Regions from separate parts of the Sander lucioperca genome. Here region 1 is linked to region 2. Evidence: chromatin contacts called from public Hi-C data. All regions are on one chromosome and are shown on one strand. The core of a region is the stretch at or near the end of the contact, and the rest is flanking DNA. Distances in the headings are between cores, read along the strand shown.

What was found. A called contact is a pair of places that touch in the nucleus more often than the background predicts.
Region 1: a contact with region 2 is called in a Hi-C map of liver, with 7 times the contacts expected there. The contact joins the promoter of ccdc88b here to the promoter of macrod1 in region 2. A contact is called at or near these places in 2 of 2 Hi-C or Micro-C datasets (liver and muscle).

The regions. Positions count from the first base shown.
Region 1 is chr1:30,796,822-30,803,848 of SLUC_FBN_1.2, forward strand. ccdc88b (coiled-coil domain containing 88A) reads right to left here and starts at 1,344. Exons shown (of 28, transcript XM_031303268.2): 1 at 1,323-1,344. It overlaps rom1b (rod outer segment membrane protein 1b), which reads right to left. Exons shown (of 5, transcript XM_031303269.2): 2 at 6,453-6,695; 3 at 5,543-5,730; 4 at 4,776-5,022; 5 at 2,592-3,837. The coding sequence ends at 3,586.
Region 2 is chr1:30,624,652-30,631,472 of SLUC_FBN_1.2, forward strand. macrod1 (ADP-ribose glycohydrolase MACROD1) reads left to right here and starts at 1,579. Exons shown (of 9, transcript XM_031303028.2): 1 at 1,579-2,153; 2 at 4,074-4,172; 3 at 4,746-4,853. The coding sequence starts at 1,736. fermt3b (fermitin family homolog 3b) reads right to left here and starts at 434. Exons shown (of 17, transcript XM_036002102.1): 1 at 250-434.

The DNA of each region.
Region 1 (7,027 bases), core at 94-2,593, 170 kb after region 2:
CGAGTTGGATCAGCTGATAAGGTGAGGTAGAGCAGCTTGAGACGCTGTGCGACAGTGTGAACAGGGTGCGGATGTCCAACATATTGTGAAGCAGGGTGAAAGCTCAGTGATTAATCAACCTGCTGAAGTGCCCTTGAGCAAATAGTAAACCCCTGCCAGCTGCAGGCATCCTGATGAACCTGGCCACTGACTCCCTCTTTGGTGTAGGGCAACAACAAAGAAAATAACCCTTCAAGGTTCTGCACAGTATCACATTATATTGTAAATACTGTTCATTGACCAGAATGGGGGAAAATCTCCATGGGCTGATTGGTTTCCCATGTGGAAAACCCAGCTGGAAATTCAGTCTGTTACAAATACAACACATCTTCATCTGGATTTAGTGAGACTATATTCTCTTGAATACACAGTAGATAAAAGCCCAAGGACACGGAAGTATCAAGGCTTAGGAGAAGAAACAAAACTGGTCATTAAGAGGCAAGGGAAGCTGCCAAAAGGAGAAGTAGGGTGTTTGTTTTGCTGTAGCTACAAAACAGCCAGAAAGCAGTATCAAGGCTATGTTTTGCTGTTTATTCAACTCCTACTTTTACAGTTATTTGGGTGAATAGAAATGGAAAGCAGGCTTCTCTAAAAGATACAATGTCATAAGTATTTGTGACTGGAAATAATGTTTTATTGCATTGTCCAAAGCGGATTTCTACACAGTTTCCACAGAAGCCGCCTGTTTTATTCTCCTTTCTCTGCCTCTAGAAATGATGACCTTTTCTCTAACTGGAAGTGATAAATGATAAATGACGTACCCATTGCACCAACGCACTTTCCATGAATTCCTCTATTATCTCCATAATGTTAGAGTCCATTGTTATGTTACGAGAGCTGTGAAACACTACAGAAGACTAATTAAAAAGATGATCAACACTAAGTTCTAGAATCCATCTTGCTTCAAGTGAAGTAGGCTAGTTTGACGTTTCTGCGGCCCTTCCCCTCCCTCCACCTCGCTGTCTCTTCCTCTATGACTATGTGACAGTTTCATTGCAAAACCACACCGGAATTTTCAAAACGCACGTTGCTTCTTTTTTTCTTTTTCTTTTTTTGAGCCGACATCTTTACACGCCCTCCACACATTGGCTAACATACACAGATAATCTAATCTTGATTTGGACACTGGAGATTTAGGGCTCGTTTTATGTTGTATGCTTTAAAAACGATATGACAACATAACCAATTTTTCATATTTGACACATCTGAATGAATGCCATCTATTATTTCAAACGGCTATATGGTAATGTTGGCTTTTGTGTTATTTCTGCTCAATAACTTACAGGTTTTTCCGGTGAAAATGACGAAGGTTTTGACTGCAGTTAATACTTAAAGTTGTCAGAGCTGTAGTGTTGTCACTGTTGCTCCATGTCCACACAAATAACTTAAAAATGCAAGCCACATTTAAACACTGTGCAATAGCGAACCCTGGCGGTTTAAAATTAAAGTTCCTAATTGCCCATTTAAAAATGATGCATTACATCATTATTTCCATAACAAAATCGCTGGGAGGAAGTGTAACCAAGCAGCCCTACTTTTATTTAGGTGCTGCATTTCCTGTACTCTTCTTGCAGGTCTATGTCTGTATCTGCAGTAGCCTACAGTATGTGTCAATTTGCAGTGGTGGAATGTAACTAAGTACATTTGCTCAAGTATTTTACTTAAGTACACATTTGAGGTACTTGTACTTCACTTGAGTCTTTTCAGGCCACTTTCTACTTTCTACCCGAGGAAAATGCACTTTTTACTCCACTACATTAATCTGACAGCTTTTGTTAGCCTACTTGTTACTTTACAAATTAAGATTTTTGCATGTAAAACACATGTAGTTTATAAAATACAATGTTTTATTATATCCAACTGAAAGGCTTATCCGATTATACACTTAGTTGATTGACAGAACTGTTGTTGATTTTTCTGCATTAAGTACTTTTACTTTTAAAACTTTAAGTAGGCTACATTTTCCTGATGATACTTACTTTTACTTAAGTAATATTTTCAATTCAGGACTTTTACTTGTAACGGAGTATTTTTTACACTGTGGTATTAGGACTTTTCCTTAAGTAAAGGGTCTGAATACTTCTTCCACCACACTGTCAATTTGTAGAGACTCATTCTAGCTGTGATGTGGGTTTATTGTTGCCATGTAAACATCATTATGAATGTGGTATGTGTACACTTGTATGTTCTCCTTTGTATGTAGGCCTACACAAATGGTCCATAATATGTGTCATCTTTCACTTAATTACCCTCCTGGGAATTCTATTTTAATTTTATTTTTGGGGTTTTGTTTTCATTAATTCATTCACTTTGTTTTTTTCGTATTTGTCTAAGAAAACTACAGCAAGTAACCTTCTATCTCCCATTGTCCTGTACTGTAATGTTAATAGTTGGATTATTACAGGTAATATTTTTAAAAGATGTGACTAAGCCTGAAAACTTTCATCCGCACTCTTTTATCAGCTTCTGTTTTTTAATGAAAGAAATATGTATTTCTGCGACCACTTAAAGCATGTTTATCTGCTAAAATGAAACATTCATTAACCTTATTACGTGACAGTGTTTTATTTAAGAACACATTTGGATAGCTAGGGCAGATCACAATGTTATATTATTTGCAAAAAAAAAAAGCATTTACAAACGGTTTTGCTTTCAAAAATAACTTCCAACATGTTGCATCAGTGTGCTGTTTCTGTCCCTGTATGACAGAGTGTGTTCCTGTGTGCTGATGCTGCTTGTGCAGCAGTTTTGGGATTAACCACACCGGGATTATCAGATTGTTTCCGAGCTGTCACAATAGACAAGATGACAGTTTCATATAGGGCACCACACTCACACTCATGCACATATATACACACACACACACACACACACACTTAATCCAACTCTCCTTGCTGAACTCAGATAACCCATACTTAGGAAAAATTCCCTACTCTATTATATTACATGTAAAAAAGCCCACACTGCAAAACAGTTAAAACTTCTACCTTTAATATATAATTCATGTGCCATTTTAACAGCTTCCTAAGCATTTCATTGCAGTTCAGTACAAACACTACAGCCCTGGGATGAATATTACAGTGCACATGTGAGGACCTTAAGCATTGTGCGAATTGTGACTTTGCCAAATTAGAGCCAAATGTCAAAAAGTGTTAAATATGTGTCTGTTGGTGTGTGTGACAGCTACACCACTTTAAACTGAATGTTCTCTCTTCTAGTTACAACAAAAAGTAGCCTACTATCTCCTGAGCAGATTCTTTGATGGTTACACATTGATGAGGTCCTGCATAGAGGAGTTTGTTTTGGTGTCTGTGGAGGGCCTGATAAGATTCCCTATTTGTTGCCTTGTTTTGGCCATGTGCGAGACAGCTGTGGCTGCTGCATTGGTGAAGCGTAACTCAAACCTAACATGTCAAAACTCAACTGGTGTTGTACCTGCCACCTGCCAACTCACACAACTCACACAACTCACACAACCAAGAAATCTCAAACACATCCCCCCTGAATCCCTTTCACCACAGCTCTTATTTAAATAATGTCTCCCCTCTAACTGGCAGGAGTAGGGGACGCAGTCTTCTCAGCTTTCTCGGCATCTGCAGCCTCAGAGGACCCTTCGGCAGCGTTGGGGTCAACCTGCCCAAACTTTAGCATCTTCAGGGCATTGGCTTTGAGGTCCTCAATGGTTTCCTTCACACCCTTCTCCAGGAGATAACCCTCACTGTCGCCCTCTGGGTCCTCCAGAGCCATAGCTCCTTCCACGGCCGTCTGCAGGTACCGCAGGCTCAGACAAACGGACAGCTGGACAGAAAAAAAGCAATCAAGATCATGTAAAAGCTTCATTTCATTTGGTGTTTGTTACCTAATGAGATGGTCAAATGGTTTGATCGGATCACAAAAACTGATGTCCTAAGAATTAAAACGATCATATCAATGATTATGTTTTGCTGCAGGATTGCACGCATGAAGATTAGAATCAGTATTACAAACATTCACACTTTTATAGGATAATGGGTTAGGGACTGTACGAAAATTATTATTACTTTTATCTCATGCTTCCTCTTCCTTTTTGTTTGATCTTCCTTTTCACATGGCAGCCATCTACCCCTATCGTGTTGGACTAGAAAAATCCCATACTGAGCTGCTGCATTTAAAAGTATAGATTGTTTGGTTAGCTGTAGACGGTGTTTAATGATGCACTGTAAAACATGTGTATGGGTGTCCTGTTCCAGCCTGCAGTCTTGTTGGTTATTTGAAGAGAATGTGCCATCAATAAGCCTACTGTTATTTGGCAAAGGAGTGAAAGTACACGTTTGATTAAAAGACAGAAATCAATGTGTGTCAGAGTGGTGGATGTCATGGCAGTCACTGCGTTAAATAAAACCATTATTTAAAAATGTAGAGGAGCGTAGCATAACATTCTGGACAGCTTTCCACAGATAATCATTCTAGTATCTTTGTGTGTGTGTGTGTGTGTGTGTGTGTGTGTGTGTGTGTGTGTGTGTGTGTGTGTGTGTGCGTGTGTGTGTGTGTGTGTGTGTGTGTGTGTGTGTGTGTGTGTGTGCGTGTGTGTGTGTGTGTGTGTGTGTGTGCGTGTGTGTGTGTGTGTGTGTGTGTGTGTGTGTGTGTATGTAAATATTCAGTTAACGCTCTGTGCCTTGGTTAATTACTGTATTTCCTCTTTACCACAAATCACTGAATAATAGAAGTGTTTATGTTCATGCCATCATGTATCCTACCTGTATTAATACGACTGACAGCACACCAGGACCAGTTGAATTCATCAGCTCCATGAAGTAGTCAGTCAGAGCCTGCCTACAGCCGCGGCTGTACAGGTTGAGTTCCTCTGATTGGTACTCGTAGTTGTAGTGGGCGCTGTTATCGGTCAGTTGCAGCTGCAGGCAGGGGCGAGGGGAGGCGGGGTTACAGCAGCTGAAAGGAACGCCATCCAACAGGTAACGGCCGTCCACGTTACTCCGGATACGACTGGAGACAGAGAAGGGAGGGACAATGAGAAAACAGATGATGGAAACAGATTAAAAAAAAGACAGAAATGAGAGAAGAGGAGAGAGAAAGAAATGAGGTGAGGAAGTTAAAGGCCTGACTTTCAGGTCAATACATACTTAAAATTAGTGAGAAATGAGCAGTGCCTTTCTACAAGTCTTATCATGTCACAACCTTTCTATTTACTCATTCCTTTTCATTTATTTCATCTTTGACCCACGTTTCTATCCGTTTCTGTCATTTGCTTCAAAAGTAAAGGCCATATCTATTTTTAATACACTATTCTTCTACCTTCAAATCATTCCCTTTCTCCCTCCATCCCCTCTTTCTCCCCTCTAACAGTTTGTTTGACCTTTTTGGATGTGAAGTCTACTTATCTGCCATTCAACTAGATTTATCTGCTCTTTCCTGTATACCCCTCATCAGTCCAGTTTCTTCTCATTCATCCTCTCAATTCCCTGCATGGCATAACCTGCTGCTCCCTGTATTGTGATTCACTCACTCCTTGACGTCCTTGGAGGTGAAGTCTAGGTATCTGTTGTTGACCCACTGAACTTCAAACCAATCCTTGAAGTTGCTGTTCCCACAACAGCGAAACTCCATCTGCAGACGATCAATGGTCTCTTTCTGAAAACAGCGGCCTGGCACATCTGTGTCCTTGTAGAACCGAATACCATTCCTCAGGCCCACCTGACAGTGAAGACAGAAGAGTAAATGAGACAGAAGGGGGGGGGGGGGTTATCTGATGTTTTCGAGAATGGTTTTACCGTACTGTATGTCAAAGATGCAGCTGTTTTCTGTTTATGTCTGTTAAAAGATTTAACTAGGTCTAGGTATTTGAAACCTGTTTATATTAAATGCTGTCTGGTTTGTTGTTTAAATTCTTTCGCATTGCAACTTAATTAATTGACATCTCTTACAGATGTGAAAACTGTCTTTTTCTGGTCTCATTGCAACCTTTAACAAGAGTGAGACCTTTAATCATTCACTTTTTAATTGGTTTTAATTGATCAACTTGCAGGAATATGAGCCATTTTCTCTGTAGCCTTAACCCACTAAACTTTTCTTCTTCATCTTCACAGTTGGCAGTCTCTTTCAGACACAGCAGCTTAGGGGGGAGCAGGTTTGATTTTGTGTTTTGCTTGAGGATCAGAAAACACCATCCTGTTATGGGACCAATCGCTATAAGGCCATACTGACATCCAGGCCCACTGTCAGAGGGGGTCAAAGGGTACAGATGACCCCGGCCCCATGCCCAGGGGGGGCCCCATCTATGGTGCTGAAGTGGGTGTGGTTAAGGGGCCAAGTTTGGAATATGTTGCCTAACTGTCTATAATTCCTAATAGTTGGCATGCTAACACCTACTCTACCCCTTGACCTGTCACCCTCTGATCATTACTAGTGACCCCCACCTTCAGGGACTCCTCCAGGCTTCCCTGCAGGGCGTAGCTGAGCACCACAACAGCGATGAGCAAACAACAGAGCACTGCAGCTACAGCAAACCAAGCCAGCAGGAAAACTTTCCAACGTGGGAAGCGGGTTGCGTCCAAGGAGTCCTGACATGCGCGACTGGCAACCCAGTTGGTGCCGATGGAGGCCAGGCCCACCATCATCAGGATGTTGGGCACCACGTGGATCTCTGTGTTGTCCATCACCTCAAGAAAGGAAGAGCACAGTCAAAGATAATAGCAGCCACAAGAGCAGCAGCCAACTGTGGGTCACTTTGTCATTTCCTCTACACACTTTAGCAGGTAATAATCCTGCATTTGATTAGCCTTATCTATTCTAAAAATGACCTTGGCAGCCAAAAGATTCAATTAGCTGCTGATGTGCTGGATGCAAAGACTACTCTAGAAATATAATGACAAATTGAATTCATTGCCCTGGTCACAGCAAAAGTCAATTATAGACTGAGTTTACTATTGGCTGAGTTTTCAAAAGCCTGTCAGCCATAAAGCACCTCTGCCCCATTGTTGTATTAAAATTA
Region 2 (6,821 bases), core at 329-2,828:
TTTCTGAATATAAGTTCTGATCTATGACCAGTTCACTTCTTACATTATATTTTGTTGAATGATGTGGCCTAATAAATGACCCCACATCTTTATATTTAATACAGAAGCCTCACATGTACACATGCTGCCTTAACACTCTTTGTCCTTTTGCTTTCTACCTTACACACACACACACACACACACACACACACACACACACACACACACACACACACACACACACACACACACGAGCTTAAAAGACAATACCGTCAGGCTCCTCTGTCCAAGGTTTTGAGAAGTGGAAACTGGGGGACTCTTGTGCCTCTGTCAGATCTCTGAAGAAGTTTCCCAAGTTTTCGGTGAAAAAGTGTAGCAGTTTCTCCTCTCTCGGGCTGGGCAGGTTGTGGTTTGTGAGGCTGTGTCTGCGCTGCTTGTGTCACTTCTGTCAAGAAAGGCTTGTTCCTTTTTTTGTCAGTTTCCGCCGGGCGGAAATGTGAAAAGAGCTTTGACTGACAGGCTGTGTGATGCATAAAGGCAATGTTCGTGTGTGTGTGTGTGTGTGTGTGTGTATTCATAGCATATGTGGGAGGCTTGATAGATATTAAATGGACAGACAACACACATTATTGCTCTCCTCCCTCTTTGTCTTTTGTTTCCCTTTTCTTGAGAATTGCAAGCACACATACACTAGATTGATTAGTGATCATATTTCGTTTGTTGCATAATCAGCAATATAGTTTTATGGTGTGGGTTACGGATCCAAAATTTTAGCAGCAGCTTTTGTTGACGTGCAAAGTAAAGAATAAATAGGAAAATGTTTATCATTGAGAGCGAATAACTACATCTTCATCTCCACTTCTAAAATAGACAGCATATTGGTAGGCCTAATTATAATAATAGCCTAATAATATTACTAATAAATCCAGATTATCTTGATTTCATCACATATTAATTTGCTTACTTGTTTGATTGGGGGAAAATAATTCTAGAAACATGACCAAATGTTCCTGGCATTGTACGCCTAAAATCCGCAAGGGGGCGACATTTTCCTTCGGGGTGTCGTTATTGGGCAAAAACAGTTTGTACGAAGACCGACATACCGGTATATGAAAACTACACATGTAAACACTATGTTAAATAAAGTGTCAATACTCAGTGTATCTGGTCTCGTAATAATATTACGAGCCGAGCTATTTTTGTAGAATCGGTGATATATTAATTCTCCCACGTCCTGCTTACTTTTGTATTTACTAGTTTACTAGTATTTGCTTATTTGGTCGCCCAGTGTACCCATAGACTGTATATTCAGTCTATGAGTGTACCCTCGTCTTGTAATTCCAATATTTCCAACAGTCTTGAAGGAGGCGTGTGGTTGTTGGCTCCGGCTTTCTCATGCCATCTAAGTCGGGGGTTGACATTCAGTGTTAGATTTACAATAGAGCAGCGCTGGTCACGTTGTCGCATACCCTTTTCACTGATAATAATATTAATCCGTAAACACAGGCCTGGATACCGCACTAACGCTTATTGACACGTTTTAAAATGTGTTGTTTAGCGACAGCCAACTGGCAACCCTTATAAATGGTACATTCCACATGTGAAACTTCCATAACAAAAATGGCACATGAGAACTAACTGACATTTATCATCAGTGTTCGTACCGAAAACGAAACCTAACCACACGGTGTGGCTGACACTGATCCCCGTGAAGATGTAGTAACACGAACCGTTAGCCCCCTCGGCGTCACTCGGCATGGCACTGCAAATATCAGCTCTATTTTCATATATCAGAGCCCCGCTGTGCACTGGCCCTCTGTCCCGTGTCCGCGCTGACTTCCAGGGAGCCGGTGTCAAGTTCAAACACATTTTAACTCCTGGAAGCCTGCGGCTGGGAGGAAAGCCAGAAAAAAGTCCTGTCCGCGGCCATATTAACGCTGCCCTCCGAGCTGAGAAGTTTTCAACAACGACAGCAGCACTTTTGAAGTCCAACCAGGGGAACGCCTCCTCCTCACCCCGGGGGATGAGAGGTTGGCTAGGCAAGGTAGCCCTCGGTGCCGCCCTCGGAGTGAGCACAGTCGCTTTGGTCCATTCTCTCCACACCGGAACAGTTACTGCCATGGACCGCAAAGTTAAACTGAACTCCGCTGAGGGAGACTGGAAGGAGACCAAAGGTGAGACTGTTCAACCAAGGCCGAGAGGATTAAAATTGAATTTTTGCAATGGCTTCATGCAGTGTGCTTTGTCATCAAACTAAACACCTGTCCAGCTGTTTTTGCCTGAGTTGGCACAAGACAAAAGAATAAAAACTAGCTACCCTAAAAGAATAAAAACTAGCTACCCTATATGCTCTTAAAATGGATGATACCAAACAATTATCACAGCAACGCAGCAAGTCCATACAAACATTAGACCTGAAAGAGTAAAATTGGTTGTAGAGATTTGTCTTCTGTAATATCAAAGTAGAGTTTTATATTACACTATAAATTCAATATATAATACACAATGTAAGTCAGTACAAAGTAATGATATGCTTTTGGGTTGCACAATGATCATTTTAAATTCTTATCTAGCCCAAGATGATCTTTTGATTAAAAAAACTATTAATTTGATAATAATATGCAATGGAGAAAAGCAAGCAAATTAGTTGAGTTTAAGAAACTGCAACTCGCAAATATTTGTTTTTTCTTCTTTCTAAAAAATGAGTCATGCAATAAATCAGAAATCACTGTTGACTTAAAGGACAATTCCGGGCGCAAAACGAACCTAGGGGTTAACAACAGATGTGTACCCACTCTGTCGTTCTCTGGGACATGTTTTCATGCTATCAAATGAGTTTGGAGCTTGAACGAAACTAGCGCGGACCGCTGATTAGCTTACAACGCTAGTATTCGGGGCACAGGGAAAGTAAAAATAAATCGCTATTTTTCACAGCCTCGTACTTCGGGAAACCAGTCATGACTTACAGCTGGTGATGCAAACTAAAATCAAAAGCAATTTGCTCAATATATCTGAAATAATCGCAACGATGTAAAACATAACTTGTCTAGTGTACTTACTCAGTGGATAACTGTCCATCTGGTCCCTCCGGTCTGGGTCGCCATCTCCAATTTATTTTTGGGACATGGAAAAAAGTTTCAAGTACAGCCCTGTTTATCAGAGAGGGGAAATCTTCAGACTGTATAAAACACTGCGTCTCTTGGGTGTTGCGCCGTAACAGGTCCCACTCCTGTGGGACACTCCTGTTCGGTGGCCATAGCTTCACAATGTCCACAGGTACACCACCAGTTTCCTGAAGTATGAGGCTGTGTTGTGGCATTGACTACCGGTAGCTCTCTCTCTCTCCTAGCCCTTTCACAGAGCTCCCGCAGCTCTTCGTTCAATAAACTGTCCGTACACTTACAAAGTTCTCAATGCTTTGGTTAACATGTAGGGACCCTCACTATGCTACCGTTGAAGTGTGGTGATATTTTGAGCCTTTTTAGTGGTAGAAATAGCGATTTATTTTTACTTTCCCTGTGCCCCGAATACTAGCGTTGTAAGCTAATCAGCGGTCCGCGCTAGCTTCGTTCAAGCTACAAACACAATCGATTAGCATGAAAACATGTCCCAGAGAACGACAGAGTGGGTACACATCTGTTATTAACCCCTAGGTTCGTTTTGCGCCGGAATTGTCCTTTAACGCTTCAGCCCTAAAGTAAAGTAGGCTACCTTCTATCATATGTAAGCTTATGAAATGTTTCGCAGTATTTTGCTTGTCTTCATAAAGTAAATCTGTACTTAAGCAAACTGGAATTTGAGTGCAAAAGCTGCACAAAGACCATTAAGTACTTTTAGGGTACTGTAATCTTATAATATGCGTTAGGTTTTATGTAGGAATGTAAATGTTCATTAGGTGGGTATCATAGACCGTAAAAATAAGGTGGGTATGCATGAGCTATTTTTTTGTCTTCATCAAGCTTTTCTTCAGTCTGGTATGCAAAAAATACTATTTCTCTGTTCCTTAACGTAAATAAATACTTTACAAACTATTTATTTTATATCTAGCTAACCAATCACTGTCTTCCACTCTCTTTCTCTGTTGTCTCTATCAGACTTCTTGCTGTCTCTGTCTGAGACAGACAGGCGTGAGTACTACAGGACGTCTAACTTCGTGCCACTGGCCGACATCTCAGTCTGGACTCCCACCGCAGGTCAGACACCCAACATCAGTCAAAGTCACTGTCAAGATCATTCAGGGTTGGGTGGTGGTGCTGGTGAGACTTTACCGGAGTGATGCAAAGACATGAATACTTTCACTAGTGTTATCTGATGTTTGGCCACATCACATCAAAGCACTGTCTAAATTAGGAACATAACGTAAAGAGAGCTGGTAGCACATTGCATGCAAAATATAAATATATTTATATATAATATAACCTTCTGATGCAGGCAAATAAACAAAATTAGGCATACACAAAGCAAAAGATGAATATGCTGACATTAGATGCAATGTAACATGAGGAGGTGGACTTCTGATGAGGAGAAGGGCCACAACGATTTAAAATGACAGCTGACAGCAGCAGAGAGGAAAACAGATTTAAGGTTTGACAGCAGCGACATAATTGGCTGATGGAGGTTGTGCAAAATCTGATTGGTTTAACTAAAACATCCATAATCAGCTGATTAAGACGAAGAAGAGAGTGAGAGAGAATTGTGAATGAAGCATTAAAATAGTCTTCCTGAATGAACTTGCGCTGAGCTTCTTGTGTGTGTCTCATTATCAGGCGGTTCTGAACAAACTCTCTACCAGAAGAATGAAAAGTTGGACAAGAAGATTTCCCTCTACAGCGGTGACATCACCAAGTTGGAGATAGACGCTATTGTCAATGCAGGTATGTGTGTTTAAATGAGTAAGTGTTTGTTTTTAGTTGGAGCAGTGTGTAGATAGTCATCCAACATGGTCCCCAGTGATCATATTTCACACATGATAAAATAAAATGAAAAACAAGATGAAACATCATTTTATTTCCTCTGTTTTGCAACAAATGTAAAATCCAGCAGGGGAATAAAAAAAAAAACACATGCACAAGAACAATATGAAGAAGAAAGCCAACCAGTGGGGAAATAAGAGAAAGAATTATGGATTAAAAACATGGTGCTAAACTGAGCGCAGTCTGTTTGTGCATCCGTGTGAATGGACTGTATATAAATTTAGCACAAACAACGTGAGACAGTTGGTGCCCATTATGGGCATGTTGTTTTCTCAGGATGTGGGAGGGACAAATGGTTACCAACAGGTCTGTACTGTAATGTTGTCTTTAAAGTACATACAGTAAACATAAATACAAAATCTTCAATATATATATTATGAGTCTGGACAGACATGGATGTAACTTGACTGCAACTTGACTGCTTACAACAGCATACAACCATGAGGCGGTAATTGTAGTTTGGATATCACACCATAAGAGTAGTTTATGATACTATAAAGTCTTAAAATATATGGGACATTCTGCATGTATACACAAATAGTGTGATTTGTTTTATTAAAGGTCCTTAAGAATCATTGTTTATTTTTTGTCCTGTCTATGTAGTCTGCCCTAGCCATTTGTTCTGGGGACACCATCCGTTATCACAACCAAACAAAACTCTAATTTATTTGTTGTTGCATTTTTGCAACTGGTGGCTACTGCTGCATCTTATGATTATTTTCATTACCAGTAAACGTGTTGATTTTTTTCCGACCAATCCATTTTTTGTTAAGTCTATGAGATGTCGAAAAATATTTAAAAATTACGTCTTCAAATATCTTATTTCATTTTTTGGACTGACAATCCAAAACCCAAAGATATTCAATTTACAATAATTATTGTTTACCATATTTGCTATTTTTGCTTTGTTCAAACATTTTATGACATATATATTTATATAGTTAATTGGTGATCAAATTGTTGCCAAATAAGTTTGAATTGATATATTGACTAATTGTCTCAGCTGACATGAAAACATACTAAAATAAATTAAAAGTTGTTCTGACAGAAAATCATTTTTAATGTGGTGAAATGTTTTTTAAATGACTTGCAGACAATAAGAAAATTAATTTGTTCCTAGGTTAATTATAATTAAAATATCAATACTCATGAGGAAGTTTATTAATACCGAAATGTAATTATTTTGGTTTTCCGTAGAGAAACCAATGTAATACTGACCAGTTATAAAATTTGTTAAACAAACGCGTAATCAAAGGCGTCTTGAGAATTAATCTTAATAACAATAAAAAGCTGATTCCAAATATAGTAAAAAGCTGATAACTTCAATGCATATACTGTATTCATCTAACCTAATACATTTGTATTAAATGAGTGATATGATCTTTATACATTTTTAAAGACAAGTATGCCCGTATAACACACTTCCCCCCTTCAGTTGTTGTAGGATTAGAGCTTGACAGCGTGACCATTAGATGGAGCTAAAAGCCAGCTCATTTACTGAAGACCTTTTCCCACAAGGCTGTTTGGGCATTTGGGGGAAATTTAATCGGTGCCTTGGCACAGACGGTGCATCGGGGGAGATTGAGGCAGGCCAGCATGCCTAAATGATGCGGGATGATGAGGCTTTAGCAGAAAATGATAGATCTTCATTGGCAGCTGACTGTCAGCAGGTGTACGCTGTGGCAGCATCCATTGAATATGTTGATCTTTCACTCTTATTTATGGAATTACTGCTTGTGTTTGTGTGTGCTTGTGATCATTCACGCATCTGCCTGTAAATGTTAAAGTAATTACGTGTGTGTGTATATACAGTAAGTAATTGTAATTTATCTCTTGTGTGTCTGTAGAGGCGACTTTGTGTTGCAGTGT